Regions from separate parts of the Mus musculus genome. Here region 2 is linked to region 1. The links are chromatin contacts, called in public Hi-C maps. All regions are on one chromosome and are shown on one strand. Each heading gives the region's core, a stretch centred on a gene start, on an enhancer-like site or on the middle of the called end of the contact. The rest is flanking DNA. Distances are from core to core; before and after follow the strand shown.

Region 1 (6,372 bases), core at 1,286-3,785:
GAGGTCGACGATTCCCTTCCAGGCTATTCTAGAACCTCGGAATCCAGCCCAGAGGGACGCAGGGTAGAAATTCAACAGCTCTCCTCCAGCTGTGCTCCACCATCAGGAGCAGGGGGTGCTGTGCTCCCAGTCCCACCTTCCATCCCCTCTCAGAAGAAGGGAGCAGTGGCAGGGGAGGGGTCCTAAGACCATTCTCTCCCCCAACGGATTCCACCCAGAGAGACAGAGCTGCTTTGGACTCTACCCCTTCCTTCTCAAGAGGGAGCAAAGCTTCCCTTTGCCCCGAGCCTCCAGATGAAGCCACTGAGATGGACCTACTTAGTGAAAGCAGACGCACACAGCAAAACCTCGGTACGTAGCAGCTCCCTGCTCACGTATAAGAAATGAAGCAGGAGCCAGAGAGCCTGGGTGGCTGCCTGTGTTTGTCTCTGTGAGAGGGAAGGAGATGTTGTGTGTTGTGTGCCCAGGATGCCATGGAACAGAGGATCTCAGTACAGAGCGATGGCTGGAACTTGGCTTATGGAGCACTGGAGTAGACCCCGGTCAGGAGGGCACAGGGTCTAGCCGACAGAGTCTCTCGTCCCCAACAACCCAGCCTTTCCCGACATCAAAAGATTATGCAGGTCCGCCATTGTTGGTGTATACTTTGATCAGTCCCCACAAACTCACACAGGTGCTTCATCCTCTAAGTCACAGTTAAGGGTGAAGAAAGGGGAAATTGATTTAGAGATGGTAACTTTGGGGTGTCCTGAGGTTCAGATATTAATCTGATTAAGTCTTGGACAGAGACTAGACAGACTCTTGCATGGGATCTCTGTGGTGAAAGAAGCACCCAAGGGAGTTGGAGACATGCTTTCCAACACCATGCCTTCCTGTTTGGATATTCAGCCTCCAAACTGGTTAATTAAATAGATGCCTCTTCTTTATAAAGTTACCCTGCCTTCGGTATTTCATTATAATAACAACCAACAGAAAATCTAATCAAGACTCTACCTACAGGGGCTGGAGAGATGGTTCAGCGGTTAAGAGCACTGACTGCTCTTCCAAAGGTCCTGAGTTCAAATCCCAGCAACTGCATGGTGGCTCACAACTCATCCGTAATGAGATCTGACGCCCTCTTCTGGTGTGTCTGAAGACAGCTACAGTGTACTTACATATAACAATAAATAAATCTTGAAAAACAGAAAAAAAAGAAAGACTCTACCTACAAAATGAATTCCCGGGGTGGGGCGCTGGCAGAGGGGCTGAGTGTGAGGCCACACGGTGGTTCCCACACAGCTCCAGTCTCGGCTTAGGAGAGAAGCAAAAGCCCTGTCCTCCTCTTGCCCTGGAAAAGCTCTGGAGTCTTGGCGAGCCTCGGTAGAGGGATGGAAGCTATTTGGACCACATGGGAACAGTTTATCAGAAAGCTTGGCAAGTCCACAGGCTGTGGTTCAGGGCAGCATTTCCCATAGTGCACTGCTCTCTGGGCCCCCTGCATTGACACTGAGGAGCCAGCTTTATCCCTGAGAGAGCTGAACAGGCTCTCCAGACTGCTTCCTCTGGGCCTGTTCATGTAAGTAGTCCTAAACCAGGTTTCCAAGCCACTAACCTTAAGAAATGGATGTCCCCAGAAGGGACAGTGAGAGGTCAGGGGTGGTAGTTGGTTGGGCCTATGTGTCAACATACCAAGCTTTTGGCCCAAGGTCTGTAATGCTGGCTCGGGCTGTCCTCCCATGAAGGAGGGCTTTCACCTTGCATCTCTAGCCTCTCACAGCTCTCCCGACAGCACAGCAAGGTGAGGGAAAGGCCTCAGGAGGGCCATGCTGGAGGAGACAGTAGTGTGGCCAGAAGTGTGATGTAGCAGTCACCATCTCTCTCCCAGGAGGAGCTTGTGGCTTCAAGAGGGTTTGTTCAGCAGAGCGCCAAGTCCTCTCTATGTGGGTTCCCTTTCCCCTCTCCTTAGACACATCTGTTCTCCACAAGTGTGTGGCCAAATGATCACCAGTGGGTCCAAGGGAACGGGGGAGCAAGCTATTTGCCTGGAGTGTGGGGTTGTAACTGAATGTCCACAGCAGCCTCCAGAAGTGGGGAGCTGCAGAAGGCGCCCAGCAGGCAAGCAGTAACTGAGCATCCGCAGAGCTAATGAGATGTGCCTTTTCCGGGTCTCACTGCTGGCTTGCCCCTTCCAAGCCCTAACATGGAGAACAAAGCCCCAGCCGTGGGGCCTGTGGCTGCCTGGACCTCATGAAAACACAGGAGGCAGCTGGCCCTGACAGAGCAGGGATCTAACCTCTATCCTGGAGCCAAACGAACTTCAGGCTCTGGCCAGGCCGGTGACTCAAACCTTCCATCTCAACGAAATGAAGTGCTAATTTGTGTACTGTTGAAACTAGAGTTGGCCCAACCAAGGACTCATCAGATGGAGAAAGGCGTGATTTACATGGACGCCTGCATCCAGGCACTGGCCTTATAACTAACAACATGGAAACAGAGAGATGGAGGGCACCCTCACACAGGCGATGGGAGCCCAGCAGGTCCACGGCCTATGCAGCTGAGCCAGGTTATAAAGCCTCAGGGCACATCAACCATCAATCCTCAAGCGCCTGCCTCTCTGACAGGCGGCTACCAAGGCCTTTTAAAAATGCAAATCTGATCACATCACTGTTCTGCCCAGGGGCTTCTGGGTACTTAAAAGACAGGCAAGGAAGCCCAGGGCTAAAGCTGTGTGCAACGAAATACAGCAGCCTTGGATTAGGGCCCAAAGTATAAAATAAATACCCCTGAGTCCACACGGACATAAATAAGTGATTGAATACATTAGTAAGTGGGGGAGAAAAGACTAGCCTCCCATGCAAACGGATCATAAATAACTTATGGAGGCCTCACCCCCCAGCAGAAGGGAGAATAGCTCCCCGCCCTGCAGTGGGGAAGCACACACGACACCCTCCCAGAAACTGTAGGGCAGTCGAGGGAAGCCAGCCAGCCAGCCAGCCAAGTCAACACCAATAGCCATCAGCTATGCTGACACTGGGACCCTCCATTTTATAAAAATGATACCTTTAGGCCCAAGAGCTGGCTCAGCAGGGCAAATGTGCCTACCGTACCAGCTTGGCCACCTGGCTTTAATCCCTGGGACCCACGTAAAGGTGCAAAGTGAAACCCAGCATCAAAAAGCTGTCCTCTGGCCTCCAAATAAACCCTGGAACATGTGCTTTACATTTAAAACAAGGGACTGACTTATTTTATTTTGTGTTTGTGAATGTTTTGTCTGCACGTTAAGTGAAGCATGTGTATGCAATGCCAACAGAGACCAGAAGAGGGTGGGAGATGTCTTAGAACTGGAGTTAGAGACAGTTGTGAGCCAGTATGTGGGCGCTGGGAACTGAACTTGGGGGCCTCTACAGAAGTAGCCAGTGCTCTTAACTGCTCAACCATCTCTCCAGCCTTCGTTTAAAGAAAAGAAAAAAGAAAAAAAAAGTGATACTTTAAACCCTTCATCTTCTTTCAGAACTCATGGCTGCAGTCTAACCATAAGAAGGACATCAACCAAGTTCCAGTTGAGTGGCACTCTGTCCAGAACTGTTCCAACTATCAAGGTCACCAAATAAGACAGGAATGAAAACTGCCACAACCAAGGGGCATGTAGGGAGACTAAAGGCAACAGTGTTCTGAGTGACATCTGGGACAAGAAAGGTCATTAAAGACAAACTACAGAACACCCGGTAATGGAGACTTCAGTTAACAAGAATGTATCAATATGGAGTCAGTAACAGTGTCACATTAGCACAAACAATACTATTAAGATATCAGCAAGCTGGGCATGGTGGCGCACGCCTTTAATCCAGCACTCGGGAGGCAGAGGCAGGCAGATTTCTGAGTTCGAAGCCAGCCTGGTCTACAAAGTGAGTTCCAGGACAGCCAGGGCTACACAGAGAAACCCTGTCTCGAAAAACCAAAAAAAAAAAAAAAAGGAAGAAGGCACTATGGGTTGGATAAATAGAACATTACTTTTTATCTTCTATATTCTTTTTCTTTTGTTTTTTGTTGTTGTTTGGTTGTTTGGTTGGTTGGTTTTTTCGAGACAGAGTTTCTCTATATAGCCCTGATTGTTCTGGAACTCACTTCGTAGACCAGGCTGGCCTCAAACTCAGAAATCCGCCTGCCTCTGCCTCCCAAGTGCTGGGATTAAAGGCATGAGCCACCACTGCCTGGCCTATCTTCAATATTCTTTGGTAAATCAAAACTGTACTTAAAAAAAAAAAGTTACCAAAGGAAACAAAGATAAGGACCCCAGTTTTTACGGCCCCACCTGCTGAGCCACGATCCACTCCCCTTGGAGGCTGCAGGCTGCAGTCTCTATACTCTAAAGACCCTTCAGCTCTGCTCCCCTGCCACGAATGCCTTCTCTGCCCCCAGGGACCACACACATGTAGAAACTCCCCAGGCAGCATCTATTCCTTCCCCAGTGTCCTCAACCCACACAGGATTAATCCTACTGAGGACATCATTCTGTCTCCAGAGACGTCAAGGCTCCACATTGCCAGGCAGCATGTATCTTCCAGACCTATGTCCTGTCCCTGGCATGATGTCTAGCCAGAGCAACTCAAGTCCTGATGCTGGCTCTCAGATGCATAAACAAACAAGACGCAAAAAGTGCCGGAATGGAGAATCCAGGAAGTAAACACTCCAAGGCAAACCGCAGGCACCTTAGTGAAATTTGTGTGAGAGCCTTGGGAGCCTCGGACACGGAACAAGTGGGTAGCTCACATTTACTAGACCCAGGAAGCAGGAGGCAAAGCTCTGTGTCCCTGTGAATTGGCTACATCAGACAGCAGTCACCCTTGGATAAACTTGACATAGTCATATAACCATGACTACAGTCGAGATGCAGGACAAGCTATGATGTTACAGTTAAGGTCTTCTTTTAGCTCCTACCCTGGTCACCATAATACTTTCTATTCCTTGTAGTTTTGCCTCTTGCACAGTCTCCTGTAAGTGGAAACCTACAGGGGGAACATTTTCACTCACAGGCTGTGTGAGTGTGTTGCTTCTGCCCCTCGGGAGTCCATGGCTTACACACGGTGTCCCTGCTACAAGAGAACTAACTGCTTCAGGAAGCCAAGCTACAAGCCAAGCGATTACAGACATGGTGTCAGAGCCTTGCTGGCACCATCCTAAACCCAGCTCACCCCAGGACAGACAGTGAGAGAGACCACCCAGCCTCGCTTTCTCCTGGGCAGCTGCTATGGGAGAAATGCTTATAGATTACCTGGGTTCGTTCTTGGCCAGGTGTTGGGGGGAGGCAGTGGGGGTGACTTCTACTCCAGGACCGGCTGCGGAGGGAGCCGAGGCTGTATGTTCTGGGGCCAAAGGAGCAGGACTTGCACGGGCAGCAGATGGGGAGGCGCTGGGGACACAATGGGAGAATTATTTCAAATGGAATTCGGCTCCTTAATGGCACATTCATCCATCCTTTCTCACCCCGCCCAACCCACCCACATTTGTGGAGAGGACTATTTAAAGACATAGCACGCTGCTCCTTAGACTCCCTCGACTTACACATGGTAGAGGCCACAGCCTCCAGTCCCAGAGTTCCTCCCTCATTCGACTCCAAAAAACCTGGGAATTCATTAACTGCTCAAGTGTTAGGGGCCCTGGGTGTCTTCTTGTCTGAGGGCTGCTTGAAGATTTTTATATAAAAGTATTCTAACAGTTTGGTGCATACAATGAAATTCTGCGTTGAAAATTAAAACACAATTCTAGAGGCAGGCAGATTTCTGAGTTTGAGGCCAACCTGGTCTACAGAGTGAGTTCCAGGGAAGCCAGGGCTACACAGAGAAAACCCTGTTTTGAAAAACAAACAAAACCCCACAATTCTGTAAATTCCCCACAATGTGCCCCCAAATTTCAAAAGAGAGCAAAGTATGGGTGTATGAGCTATTGGGTCACTCTGGGACCTGGATTGGGATGGGGGTTGGGGCTAGGTGACAGCTCTGTCTAGGACCCAAAAGGATTATGAAGGCAAGCAGCCTTCATGTGGTAAATGTCTGCCCCCTCCTGGACAGCCAGGGGTTCTGCCAGTGTGCAGGACCTCACAGAAAGCACAAGCCCCAAGCCAAAAGGCACCAGCTTGGAGCCCAAGAAGCCCTAACACAGAAGTGTTGGCAAAAAGCGAGGCATCTACAGCCTGGGAGCCGGTTTTCAAAGCAAGTGAGTCCCCAGCTCCTGTAGCCAGCCACACTGTTGTCAGCCGGGAGCTGGTCGGCTGACGGCCTTGCAAGAGCCAGGCTGGAGTCTAGTGACTCTGAGGCAGGGCCTGAGACCCAGGCTGCAGGGGCAGCTGGAGTTTGAGGTTTTGTGGTCTATTTCTTCTCTTAGGGGCAAATAGCC
Region 2 (6,372 bases), core at 2,035-4,534, 280 kb before region 1:
ACATTTTCTTTCATTTTCTTTAATAAAAAATTGCTGTTGGTGTGGTAGCACTTGGGAGGCAAAGTCAGGAGGATCTCTTTGAGGTCAAGGCCAGCCTGGTTTACAAAGTAAGTTCGAAGACAGCTAGAACTTAAGACCTTGTCTCAAAAATATCCAAAAATAAAATAAAATAAGATAAAATAAAATTCAGGTAGGACTAGAAGTAGCTACTCCAATAACTCGCAGAGCAACTTCACATAAGCATTTTTCAAATTGAGCTCACTCTTACTGTGTCTTAGTTTTGTACTGGCCCTGCTTCTGAGTTACAGGCTAATGGAAGGCTATAATTTGGGTAGATAATGCATTGCAGCCCTTTTGAGGGGACTATGGTCATGTCATAATATTAAGGATTCTTAGGGTCTCAAGAGAGAGGTGTTAATTTTGTCTTAAGGTTCCCAAAACCTTGACCTGGAGAGATGGCTCCGTGGTTAACAGCACTGACTGCTTTTCCAGAGGTCCTGAGTTCAATTCCCAGCAACCACACGGTGGCTCACAATCACCTGTAATGGGACACCTGGAATGGTGTGTCTGGAGACAGCGACAGTGCACTCATATACATACAATAAACAAACAAGTGCTTAACAAGGAGAGATGGCTTGGCGTTAAGAGAGCATACTGCTTTTGCAGAGACCCATTGTCTAGTGGCCCATAACCCTGTAACTCTAGGCAAGGGTATCCAACATCTCTCGGTGCATACCCATTTACCCACACAACACATAATTAAAGACAATTTTTAAAACTCTTTTCAAAGCCCATTCTGTAGCCATGGAGAATCCAGGTCACCTCAGTGGAGACAAACATAACTTTGTAATAGATGCTTCATCATCAAGGATTGGAGTTTCCATTCTCACCAGCCACCCATTAAGTTCTTTGTAGCCTGTTGCTTTATAAAGAGAAGATGCTGCTTTTAAAACCTCTGATCTGAGAGCCAGCTTCTTCCAAGGGCTTCCCTCCTCCCTCCCCCCCTCCTCCCTTTTCCCCTGCTCAGGTCCCTCTTTGATGAGACCTGTCTGGCCCTGCAGCTTCATTTTGTGGGTACCAGGGAGCTCTGATGTCCTCACCATCTCCACCTCACCTTCTGAGAGCTGGGCACTGCAGGCCCAGGAGGCACTCGGGCCCCAGATGCGTCTCACCTGGTGGTCAATCTTGATAAGCGCAATGTCCGCCTTTTCATCCACATCCTTGATTTTGGCTTCATAGGTAGCTCCATTCTTCAGCTCAACCTTGACCCGGTTTTTGTTGGTGACCACGTGAGCATTTGTCACAATCAGTCCATCCTCCGATACGATGAATCCTGACCCACTGGCCACTGGCACCTCCCTCTTCGAGAAAGGAAGCCTGAAACAGACATTAGTTGAGCTTGAACTCATTTGCACACACAAGGGAATGACTCTGCAAGAGCAACTCACACACATTGTAGCAAGCATTTAACATTTTAAAAATAACGCTAAGCTACTTTTTGGAATGCATCAAAAAATATTCCACTTAGGAAATATTCCCTGGGAATCACTTCAGAGCTAGAAGTTATTAAAATGCTGAAAGGGCCAAGATTATAGGTCTAAATAGGGAACTTTCCCTAAGGCAGAGAACTTGATCGTAACCCAAGAATCTGCCCAGTGACATTCCTGACACTTTAATGTGCTTCAGAAGCAGCTCTAGTGCTATTTCTTAGTGAGGGAACAGGGCAGGCCTCTTTACTTGCGATATAGTTCAATGTGAACCACAGCCGGGGCGATCTTCTCCACCACATCAGCAATAAAGTTGTACTTATGACGCAAACTGTTGGGATCTTCCTGCCCTGAGGACAAAGGCAGAGATGAGACAGTTTAGTGCTACTGAGCCTGTGCTGAGGCCTGGAACAAGACGTGGGATAGAGGGAGCCAAAAATGCATTAAAGCATCAACACACACTTACAGACATGCAGACTAACTCAAGCACACAAACTCATACACATACAAGCACTTCCATATATGTGTGTATACTCACATGTGTAGAACATACATGAGCATATGGACACATATTCGCATTTATGTAATCACACATAACAAGCATATGCACGCATACACACATCTGCACATGCACACACATACATAAATGCACGCATGCACGCACACATGTGCGCGCGCGCCTCTCTGTGGAAGGGGAATCATTCCCTAGGCTCTGGGCTTTGTGTAAGAACTGGGACCTTTCCAGTCCTCTTGTGACCCATCACAGCTGCATGTCCCCAGGCTCCCCCAAAAGCTCCAGGGCATCTGTGACTTATTCTTGTTCTATCAGGGTCTGCAGGACTCCAACTGGATGCAACTGAGCACAGGGACATGCAGGGACCAGCTTCCTATACTGAAAGGAAGGGAGCCTCCATCCGCCCAGTTCCCCACCCGAAGCTGCTTGATACAGCCACAAACTCTGATCTCTTTTCCCATGGTGTGATGATGTTCCCAGGTTCAGGGAAAGGACTGCAACTTTTAGGGAGACAAACCAACTTGACAAATCCATGGCAGAATCACCTTATTAAGTCTGCTTTCACAGCCTTTTAATTTTCTACTTTGTTGCAGACTTTGAAAATGAGCATTGCTACCATGCTATATTTGGGGAAACTGAGGCCAGGATTTCTCCATGGATACTAAATGGTCTTAATGACACACGTAAATAACAGGAAGATCTGGGATCCACCCCCGAGGCTGTAGTTTCATCTAATGCATCCCATTTCCACTTCTGCAGAGGCATCACACAGAGCTGCATCCGTTACTTTCTGCTGCTGTGAAAAGCTGCCATGACCAAGGCTCTTTTAACTCTTAGAAGGAAACGTGTATTTGGGATTACACTCCAGGGAGATAAGAGTTCACTATGGTGGTGGAGGCAGAAACAGGAAACTAAGAGCTCATATCCTTAACCACAAGTACAAACCAGAGAGAGCAAACTGGGAGTGCTGGGAAGCTCAAAGCCTACCCCCGGTGACGTTCCCCCAGTGACAGTACTTCCTCCAGCAAGCCTATACCACCTAAGCTTTCCCAAGCACAGTCAGCAACTGAGAACCAAGTGCTAAATACCAGAGCATCCCGGGTGGGGGTGGGGTGGGGGAAATCATTCAAACCACCACAGTTCTCCCAGGTTCCTAGGGAGTTGTGATGAATAGGCGCGTCCCCCTGAACACCCAAATGAAAGACAGAACGCACTATGGCAGTGGAAACGTTCCTCCTGAGCAGAGTCTGGCAAACATCACTGAGAGACAGCTGTAAACAAGTGTATCTGGGCTTCCTGGGACAAGGACCAAGTAGAGGTTTAACTCCAGCTGGCTCCCAACCAGAGGGCTCGTGGTATTCTGAAACCACCAGCTGTGAGATTCCTGCCTTGAAGAATAATTAACTCATGTCTTCTTCTTCTTTCTGGTGTGCTGAAATAGGCTTAAGATGATCTGCCCACACCGGGGTGAACATAAATTTGGGATTTACAGGCTCCAATGAGAAGCAGGTACCTTTCTCAGACACAGAAGGCAAAGCAGCTCCAACGTCGGTCCACCAAGAAAGCTACAAAGAAGGATCTGGCCTAGGCACGTGAAGGCTGAGGCCCATCCTCAGTCCACAGGTTAGTCTCCATGTCCTATTAGCATGACAGGAGGCATCAAAACAGGGTATGTGGCTCTGGAGATTGATACAGGGCTCGTCCATTGGCTAGTTGGGGCAGAAGGAGCAGGGAAGAGGACAGTGACAAGCTAGCTGCTGACTTCCACCGCTATCACCTAGTAGACATCCACAGAGAAACTATGCACAGGGATGCCCACTAATTGCTCAAAGATCGACAAAGTGTCAACCCAAAGAGAAGAGACTCGTGATTTCTGCACCTGTACTTTCAGAGCATCTTTAGATGTAAAGGCAGCAAATTAGGGGCCCTGCCCTGTTTCACTTATCCGGAGGGGGTGACTGTTACAGCCTCCTTGTGTCCGCAGACACTCTGGTGGCCCTGCTTCTGACCTCTTTATAGAATGGTCAACCCACACAAAGACACCCACTCCATAGGTGAAGCCAGGCTGGCTCTACCAAAGCTGCATCCAGAGCCCTCATCAAGGGAAGAACACCAAACACTAGCTCTGATCTCTGATGGTCACTTATAGCTCTGGGCACCGCACCCACTACTGTGTGGCCTCAGCCACATCACCAGACTCTACTCCTCTATGCTTAATCCCTTGTCAGAAAAGAATGTGAGGATAAGAGCACAGGGCTTAGTGCTTGCTTTACAGGATGAGAATGAAGAGCCCATCCCAGGGAGGACCTGATGAAGCCACAGAGTATAGTTTAAGGAGAGAATGGCTGGTCAGGAGACTCTGGCAGATGCGAGTGCTTTGGACATCAATGAAACAACAGGGAGAGGAGGAAGGCCGAGGTGCAACCTATGCAAACTCAAGTAGTTCTGGAGCTTCCAACAGCATCACTATGGCCACTGCTGCACTGGCTGATGGGTAGATGTGAGAACAGGCTCATTTTTCTGATCACAACCGGTACCCATTTCCTGGCTCACAAAGTTACCCCCCACAGCTTTGCAGAAGAGGCCAGAGGTCAGTATGTGATCGAGCCCAAACTGTAACCCAGATGGGCACTCGACCGCAATGGAAAGACCCATCAGAAGGCAAGTCCAGGAGCATGACCCCACCCCCACTCCCCACTCCCCATCCCGCCTTGCTCCCTTAGCCTGCAAGTTACAAAGATGAAAGACTGTGGGGCTGAGCCTGGCCCTTTCTTATTGTTCCATGGCTATACCGATCACAGAGCTGGAACTGGCTGCCCTGTGGCAATGGCCCACATACAAAGAGGCAAGAGAGGAAAATTAGAATCATGGAGGTTAGAAAGGAAAACATAAAGACTGCCTTTATTTGCAAATGATATGATGGTCTTTCTAGAAAACTCTTAGGAATATAAAAATAAAATGCCAGGAGAAGTGAATTTAGTGGTGCCGTAGGAAAACAGGTCAATACACAGAATCCATTAGATTTTGTGTATTTAGCAATAAACAATTATAGCAAAAAACTTACAAATACCATAATGACATCAAAAGTATTTAAAAAATACTTGGGGAAAATAGTACAAGGTTGTGTAAGAACTGTCCCTTGAATGCTCCAAAACAAGTTAAATGAGACTTAAATGCAGAAAAATACCAGACCTGCAGTCTTGGGGCTCAATGCTGCTAAGTTTTCAATTCCCCCCAGTGGATGTGTAGATTAAAATACACATCCATAGAAAACCTAAGGAGTTTTAGTAGAAAATGATAACCTACTTCTAAAATGTATGTCAACATTAAAGACTGGTATTATACATAGCAAGTCTCAGACAGGAAACACTGAATGGCTTACAACAGGACTTCATTTTTAAACAAAAATAATCTAAATAACCAGAATCAGCAAGCGGAAAGATGAGTCACAGCAATTTACAGAGATAAATCTTTCCACTTGGCTAATAAATATTTAGTATTACTGATTTTAACACAACAAATGGCCCATTAAGTACAGCCAACAATTTCTTATAGCTTTATGAGCTCATGGCTGCCAGAATTCAATCCTAAAAAGCAATGGTCTGCCTTTCTCCGTTATAAACTAATAGGCACACCACTTCATAAATGTTGAACCCTTAAAAGTAAGTCATCATCTCTGGGGGTTTACAGACAGTATTATCAACCACTTTCTCTTATTTTTTTTTTTTTTTATTTTTTTAGGCAAGGTCTCTCTTCATAGCCATGGCTGTCCTGGAACTCACTGTGTAGATCAGGCTGACCTCAAACTCATAGAGATAAGGTTGCCTCTGCCTCCTGAGTGCTGTGATTAATTTAAAGTATGCACCATCCATTCCCTTTTTTAATTAGCCACTTACAACAACTTCCTTTTAGGAGCAAAGAGAGAAACACACAGTTCCCATTACAGAATGCTTACTGGAAAGAACAGGGCCCCTGGTTTAGCAACCTGACCCTCAGCAATGATGGGGGATGAAGGGGTTTCCAGGTCCTCAGCAGATGTCCAAATCTGTAGATACATTCCTTCACTTAAGGGAAGGGCAAAGTGTTTTTCATGCATATATATATATATATATATATATATATATATATATATGAAAGGAGAAGAGAAGACAGTTTTAAAACTTTGTGTCACCACATTCCTTGGATGACCCCCTATCTCTACAAGGTAAGGCTGCTGGCAGTTGCTTTGATAAAAGGAACAGATTACAGAAAAATTAGTCAACACTGGTAATGGTGGAAGTCGTACTCAATTTGTCTGTAATACTGGAAGGGTCAAGTGTCGCTAGTCTTGTTTGTTTTCCTGTTGTGATTAAATACCACAACCAAAAGCAA

Evidence for each region. Hi-C and Micro-C count contacts between places; a contact is called where the count stands out from the background.
Region 2: a contact with region 1 is called in a Hi-C map of uterus. The contact joins two enhancer-like sites. A contact is called at or near these places in 2 of 484 Hi-C or Micro-C datasets (muscle stem cells and uterus) and 3 of 115 datasets of contacts at active chromatin or transcription factors (fibro-adipogenic progenitors, heart atrium and pancreatic cancer cells).

What each region holds. Positions count from the first base shown.
Region 1 is chr7:130,673,619-130,679,990 of GRCm38.p6, reverse strand. It overlaps Tacc2 (transforming, acidic coiled-coil containing protein 2), which reads right to left. Exons shown (of 22, transcript NM_001004468.3): 5 at 5,252-5,389. Among named protein-coding and RNA genes, the nearest start is that of Gm39098, 31 kb to the right of the region's middle. Within about 2 kb of position 2,535, at least 29 of the 459 cell types and tissues checked have an H3K27ac peak or open chromatin away from gene starts, as enhancers often do. A contact at or near this core is called in muscle stem cells and uterus, where this site is marked.
Region 2 is chr7:130,956,978-130,963,349 of GRCm38.p6, reverse strand. Htra1 (HtrA serine peptidase 1) reads right to left here. Exons shown (of 9, transcript NM_019564.3): 2 at 1,738-1,837; 3 at 1,173-1,377. Among named protein-coding and RNA genes, the nearest start is that of Htra1, 24 kb to the right of the region's middle. Within about 2 kb of position 3,284, at least 47 of the 459 cell types and tissues checked have an H3K27ac peak or open chromatin away from gene starts, as enhancers often do. A contact at or near this core is called in muscle stem cells and uterus, where this site is marked.